Linked DNA regions of Oryzias latipes: region 2 is linked to region 1. The links are chromatin contacts, called in public Hi-C maps. All regions are on one chromosome and are shown on one strand. Each heading gives the region's core, a stretch centred on a gene start, on an enhancer-like site or on the middle of the called end of the contact. The rest is flanking DNA. Distances are from core to core; before and after follow the strand shown.

The links. Hi-C and Micro-C count contacts between places; a contact is called where the count stands out from the background.
Region 2: a contact with region 1 is called in a Hi-C map of embryo, with 1.8 times the contacts expected there. The contact joins the promoter of LOC110017318 here to the enhancer-like site in region 1. A contact is called at or near these places in 2 of 5 Hi-C or Micro-C datasets (embryo and fibroblasts).

The regions. Positions count from the first base shown.
Region 1 is chr20:9,337,813-9,341,355 of ASM223467v1, reverse strand. No RefSeq gene overlaps it. Among protein-coding and RNA genes, the nearest start is that of LOC105356655, 73 kb to the right of the region's middle. Within about 2 kb of position 1,680, at least 4 of the 8 cell types and tissues checked have an H3K27ac peak or open chromatin away from gene starts, as enhancers often do. A contact at or near this core is called in embryo, where this site is marked.
Region 2 is chr20:9,496,255-9,499,797 of ASM223467v1, reverse strand. It overlaps LOC110017318 (Krueppel-like factor 6), which reads right to left and starts at 1,965. Exons shown (of 4, transcript XM_023950116.1): 1 at 1,616-1,965; 2 at 349-913. The coding sequence starts at 1,717.

The DNA of each region.
Region 1 (3,543 bases), core at 431-2,930:
TTGTGAGGGGATTCCGTGCTCAACAACTCTGCAAGTGGGAAGTTTTGTTCATGGCAGAGCGTCCACGTGGGTATCACCTCTACACCATCCATCTTCAGCACCTGCTGAATTCTTTGTGGGGTCAACAGGGTTGCTGGAGCCTATCCCAGATACTGTTGGGCAAAAGGTGGGGTACCCACTGAACTGGTCGCGAGTCTGTGGCAGAGACACAAAACTCAAATTCACATTTAGGGACACCATAGAGTAACCAGTTAACCTATGAAGCATGTTTTTGGAGAGGAAGCCAACGTGCCTGGAGAAAATCACCAGCAGAACACAGAGAGGTCTGGGATTTGAACCAGGGTCCTCTGCTAAATTACGCCAACCTGAGTCTTTTGGCTAAAGCTTAAGCTGTCATCTACTTATATTCACTCTAGGACCTGGTTGAACTTTCAGCGCATGTCATGTAGATCCTGAAAAACGGCTGCAGAAACTGGTGTAACTATGCATGAACCTGAGAGTTTTGAATGTGGAAGCCCAAAACACACATTTACATAGACTGCTTTTTAGAAATGGCCGCTTTAACATGTGTTGTCAAGGCTTGTGTGAGCATAGCTGTAGTGTTAGCCAAATGTCTTTTGATATTCAAGACATTTGGTTTTGCTTGAACTTAAAACCACTATTTTTAATTTCTCCTACTTGATTGATTTTCAACGGTTGGCACTTTAGTGAATTAAAGTGGACGCCATCCATGCGTCACTACCAGATCGGAGTTGGTCAAAGTTTGATCTGGTTTAACTTTTAACCCGCATTCCATGGCCGCATGTTTTGTACGTAGAGACCAAAAACAGACTTAAAACCTTGCGTAGCTAGGCGTGAACATGAGAGGTTGAACACGGAAGCCCAAAACGCACATATGCCCACGTTTGCAAAGACTTTTCACTGGAAATGGTCGCCTGGACGGGAGTTCCCCTGGAAGGTGTCATCAAGTTTTGGAGGAAAAGCTAAGAGATAATAAAAACCACACAATTGTAACCAACAATGTAATGATGATATTAATTAAAAAAAAGACGCAAAATGTAATCAAAATAAGTGCCACATATTTCCATACCTCTCCATTTTTTGCCTTTTATGACGATTAGAATCTGCGTTTCATTTTGTTTTACTAACTAATTGTAACATTTTAATTATCAGCACCATTGTTGAAATTAATTTTTTTAATGTCTTCAAGTGTTTAAAGTCAAGATTACAAGATTTAAAAGCGATAAGGAAAGAGGTTTAGACCTTTTTTCCTCCAATAAGCTGAGGTTTTTTTGGAATTACAAATACATTTTGCATTAGGACCTTAGATTTCATGAAAATGGCTCAGGTCCGGCCAACCCATCCTAATAAGTAATCACCTTGGCACAGACTGCAGTCAAAACACTTAGTGTTCAAATTCGTGCAGCTGTCCATGAGCTGATTATGTGAGGATCTAATAAAAATGATTATGGCGTGATTGTTTCCTGAAACACCCATCAGTGTTTGCCGTCTGTGTGCTTGTGTTAGGGTAAATATGTAATGAATGAGCGGGGGAGTGACGTGATCTTTGCCTGTCGGAGCCACTTTCCCCACCCCCTGCGACCCTGGAGTCCAGAGGTTAATGACATCATTAGCATTCTGTCAGGGCTTGCCTGGCCTCTTTTTCCCGGCAGGGCTCGGTCTGCGCTTAGAGGCTGACTAAGCCGGGGACTTAACACCATTCAAGCCTGTGAGTAACGGTTGTGTGTGTGTGTGTGTGTGTGTCAGAGAGATGGGTGATGGGAGTTTTTTTTGTTTTTTGCGAACATCCCGAAAGTGTCACACGATACTGGTACTATATGAGTCAGAAGCTGAAGACGGAAAAAGTAAGGAGGGGAAAAGTGGATCAGAGTGACTGGACCTGTTTGAGGGAAGAGTCCATTACCCAAGAGAAACACACACACACACACACACACACAGAGTTAACTTTGTGTCAATCAAAGAGTCGTGTTTTAACTTTCCAAATGCATTTGCAAGCGCACATTTCAAACTCAAAAATGACTGTATGGCTGCCCTGCTGTTGTGTTTTGTAGCCCTTTAGAACCTTGTGAAAGTTTTGTGTTGCAAAAAACTATTTCAGTAAGGACAGATATTAGTAATACGAGTAAAGATTTATTAGTGTTATAGAAGAATGTGCATGAAGTAGGTCCATCATTTTGGAGGTTAGGCTCTGCGTATTGGATGAGTCGGATGAACTTGGAGTAAAGATGTATAATGCCCAAAATCTAGACGCTGATAATGATCAGAAGCCAGACCACGTCAAAGAGAACGGTTATCTAGACAGCAGGAATAACTATTCAGAAGTTTAAAGGGACAATATGATTGTGATTGGCTGAGGAGAAAGGCAGGCTATTTATGGTTAATTGATAGGAGTGTAATGATGAATTGACTTAAATCGACGAATCGATTTTTATTCCTATGATTTAATTAGACCAATCTGTCTAAAGCAAGTTGTTAATCGAATCGACCCAACGCTATAAAATTGTTTCAAAACAAAACAGTTATGTTGTTTCTCTGTCAGCTTTTCCCATCAGGGGTTGCCACAGGGAACGAGTCGCATGGTAAACTTGGCAATGTTTTATGCTGGATGCCCTTCCTGACGCAACCCTCTCAAAGCAGCCGGGCTTGGGACCGGCATAGAGGTGGAGAAGGGAACAGGGAGCAGCCCGGATTTGAGCCCTGGTTCCACGGATGGAAGGCGCTGCAAACCAGCACGAGCTAAACCGGCTCCCCCAAAACAAAACAGTTATAATTCTGATAATAATAAATACTATTTGGATAGAGACACAATAACCTAAAAATGACCATGACAGCGGACAACACATATGTGATGGTGGCAAAACATAATCAAGCTATTATTCTAGTCCGATGTGTGATAAAATAATTTGAATTTCGTAAAGACACGCGACCATACAGTGTGGTAGAATGTTCTTCTAATGTTCTCTTTGGATTATTTTATGTGGAAAAACAACAGTGGGCTGAACTTTATGGAACTAAAACGTGAACAGGTTTGCCATTAATTCTTTTTTACTTGTTTGTTTGTACACATATTTAATTTACACTTGATTATCTCGCAAGAAATACAAGAAATCTGGAAAACACACCTGTGCTGTTCAGTACCCAGCTATTTATGTCTGAGTCACACTGGTTGAATTTTTGGCTAAAGATCGATTGTAGGTTATTGAATGGGATTGTTCAGAGTGAACCAATATCGACTATGAATCATATCATCAACCACCGATTATGATGCGAATTAAATTGTTAAAACTAATTGTCACACCCCCTTTAATTGATGACAGTGTGTAGGACATAACAACCCACTATACCTGGAACTGAGGTAAACCAAAGCTTCACAAAAATGACTGAATCCTTTTTTCTAAGGGCCACAGACAAATAGTTATGTAATCGACGGGGCCCGCAGTACTGTCCTCAGGGGACATGTCGTCCAGTGTTCAGCTGCCACGCTTTCATTTCTCCATCACTTACTTCTCTTCTCTTCTATTG
Region 2 (3,543 bases), core at 716-3,215, 160 kb before region 1:
GCATTCAAATCTGCGTTCAGAGCCCCCCTCCCTCCCTGGCTCCCCGCCCATTCAACCCTTTCCCATGGTGAAACCCAATCTGTTTTGAAGTCCTTTTATCTCCCATTTGCCCCCGCCCCGCCCCTCTTCGCTGCTCTCATTCGCTCACTGCTGGCTCAGTCAGTCACATTCCACACAGATTAGGTCACTTTAGGTATCCAACCATGCAGAGCTAATGCTCGCAGCTGAGGCACGGACCTTTAAACGCATTACACAACCACTTCCGCCACTCATTCAATAAAAATAGGTTCTGTTTTGGGGCCTTCCCCCCCCCCCACCCCACTTGTGACTTCTACCCCTGATTCTCACCTGTATGAGTGCGCTGGTGTGCTTTGAGGTGGGAGCTCTTCGTGTAAACCTTGCGGCAGCCGTTGAAGTGACACCTGTGTACCCGCCTCTTGCTGTCAGGGGACGCGTCCCCGCAGATGAGTCCCGTCTTTTCAGAGCTTTTCGCGACACCGCCGCTCCGGATTTTGACCGGCAAGTGCAGGTCGCCGTGGCCGGCCGCCCAGCCGCCCATGACGGCCTCCGGGGAGGACGGCGGCGTGCTGATGACGGAGGGGCTAAAAGGTCCGGAGCCCGCCAAAACGGAGCCCAGCGGGTTGGAGGCGAAGCTGTGCGTGGGCGAGAGCTCCTCGGAACTGTCCGACGCCTCGCTGCTGGCGTCCGAGTTCACGCTGTTGCTGTCCAAAATGGGGCTGTCCTGATTGTCCTCCTCGTGGGACGGCACCAGCTTGGGGTCGGACCCGGCCTTGGCCTTGTCCCCGCAGGCCAGGATCAGCTTACTCCACAGGTCCTCCTGGCTATCGAACTTTAAGTCGGACGTGGAGACGTACGGCTCGCTCTGCAGGTAACGCTCCAACTCCAAGCATGTCTGGGGGGGGGGGGACACCATGAGACAATCGTCTTTTATGAAAAGGCTTCAACGCGGAAGTTGCAGAAAATGAATAAACATTTGGAGTATTAGAACGATTTCCAAATCTACTCTTAACTTCTTTTTTGTGGACAACTCCTGCAAAACAAAAAAAAAAGCTCTGCAACTCTGCAGCGACGAACGTGCCCTGTCATTTCATCACACCGCCATGACTCACTGAACATATTTAAAGTCCTTTTAAGGAAGTGCCTGAACACACACACACACACACACACACACACTCCAGCACCAGAGGCCATTCAGCTGCCTTTCCTCATGTCACTGACATGAAATCACATCCTTCCTCAACCAGCTTCAACAACCCCAACACTTTTTAGGCTAAAATAAAAGGGGGGGTCTTTAAGATCTATTAAGGGGATGGGGGCTCACTCAGTGACGGGTGGGATGCTGATTTGGTCCACTAAACAGCAAAAAAATAAAAAATAAAACAACGACAACATTCTGCAGGAGCTGCAGCATTCACTGCATGCATCCTCGACTCCAGCTGTCAGACTGACACACTGATCCACTGCAAGTCTGACGCCAACTTCGCCTCTAAACCCTGTTCGTTGAAGGGTACGAATTAAAGAAAGCGTCTGTTTTTGTTGGTTTTTTCACCCTCATGGGTAAATAAAGACATAAATAAAATAAGTTGATATTCACCTGCTGCCAGTACTCTTCCAGTGACGGTAAGGCGGAGAAATAGCCCGTGTCATGAACTATTTGAAGTTCCTGAAAGATGCTGCACATCGGTAAAACATCCATTTCCCCCGCGCGTCTCACAGTAGCCCTACGCGGTTTAAAGTGTGCCTCCGGCCGGAGAAGAAGAAGAAAAAAGCCACTCAGACGAGTTAGAACGACTCCAAAACAAATATGGAAACCAAAGGTTCTTGTCTTGGAGACCAACAGCGGACGCGAAGTCCGTCCCCCCGTCAAATCCCCGACACTTCCTTCTCCTCTCCGCTTCGAATATTTGCAAACACCGAACTGGACGAGGAGCGACTGCGCTCTGCAAACTTCCCTATTCAAACCAACACCTCCGCCGCCCCGCCTACTGTCCTCTTGCTACGTCAGCGGCGTCTCGGCCAATCAGCAACGAGCAGCGTAAGGCAGCTCAAATGATATCACACTCACCCAATCACGAACGCCTCTCTTTTTCATTTGTTTTCTTCCCTCCGTTTTGATAGGTCTATTCGATTGGAGCTCGCTGCTGATTGGTCGGTTATTTTTAGGCTAGTATATAAAGCGCTGCCGAGCTCCCTCAGCTTGTAGTTCTCACCGACGGCCAAACTCTGCTGCACAGACAGCGCATGTGAGCCGAAACTGTACACTTATGTGGAAAACATCCCTGCAATCTTAGCCACAAATAGCATCTGCAACACTGCTGTTTAGATGGGCTGAGCTCTTCCCCTCCAAAAAACCTGTGGTTAAGTCTTTGCACCATGTCTTGGGACACTGACTAATTGCTGGCAGGATGTCATGGTGTTATCTTACAGGAAACTTTTGTCTTCACTTCTCCTGTATGACTAAATTTGTGACATACAGAACATACTTCTGCTTTATCACCGAAAGGCAGAAGCTTTGCCCTGCAGCCGAAATGCAACAAACTGCAGCCTTTTTTGTAATCGGTAAAATAAAATAAAGGGAAAAATGTATAAACTAATTGGATCTTTAAAGAACATAAAGCTAAGGTGCATTCAAAAGCATAAAAAAAACAGCCTTTTAATCTGCAGCCATTATTTATGGATTAACTTTGGTTGTGCTTATTGATGTTGACGGGATTTTGAAAGGTATAAGTAGCTCTTGTTAAAATGTCAGTCTGTTCTTTTACGAGTCAATCTTTGTGAAGCTGTGTCAGACTGTGTTTTTTCACATATTACTAACAAGGTTAGGAGTTAGCCTAGTCACAGTGACGTTTGTTTTAGTGGTATCAGTCTGTTTTTACGTGTTGCATACAAGGCTGGGAGTTACAGATTTTAACTTGGCTAACCCTTCTAACGTGTGGCGTATTAGTGTGAATGCAGTTAATGAAGTCTGACTGACTGACAGACTTATCTCAGACTCTTTTGTCTCACTTAATGTGCCTTAGAGTTCGGTGCACCTTATAAATGACATTGTTTCTAAAATAGACCACTCATTGAGAGTGCACCTCATAATTTGGTCCTGAAAATGCTGTAAAATAAGAAGCAGGATAAGATGTTCTGAGTTAAAGTATATTTTCCCCCACTTACATTAAGTATCATGATCGCTGTAAAAAATATAAATAAATCAAAAATATCATTTTAGACACAAATAACTAACAATGGATGCTACTTTAAAAAGGTTTGCTGGAAATAAACTGTTTTTTCTTTTTTTCATATGCTAATATTTTGAAGAAAACGCTTTTTTTTTAATGACTATAGTTATTCTACTTTGTTTCAGCCTATTTTTTGTTGGGTTATTATTGAAGATTCAATCTAAACAACTTTAAGAGATGGAGTAATTCATATTTTCATTTTTTCTTTTCACACTGACAGAACCAACGTTTCCAAGAAACCAAATAAAACAAGAAGAGAGAAATTTTCCAGACTGGAAGCCTTCGTCAGGCAGCA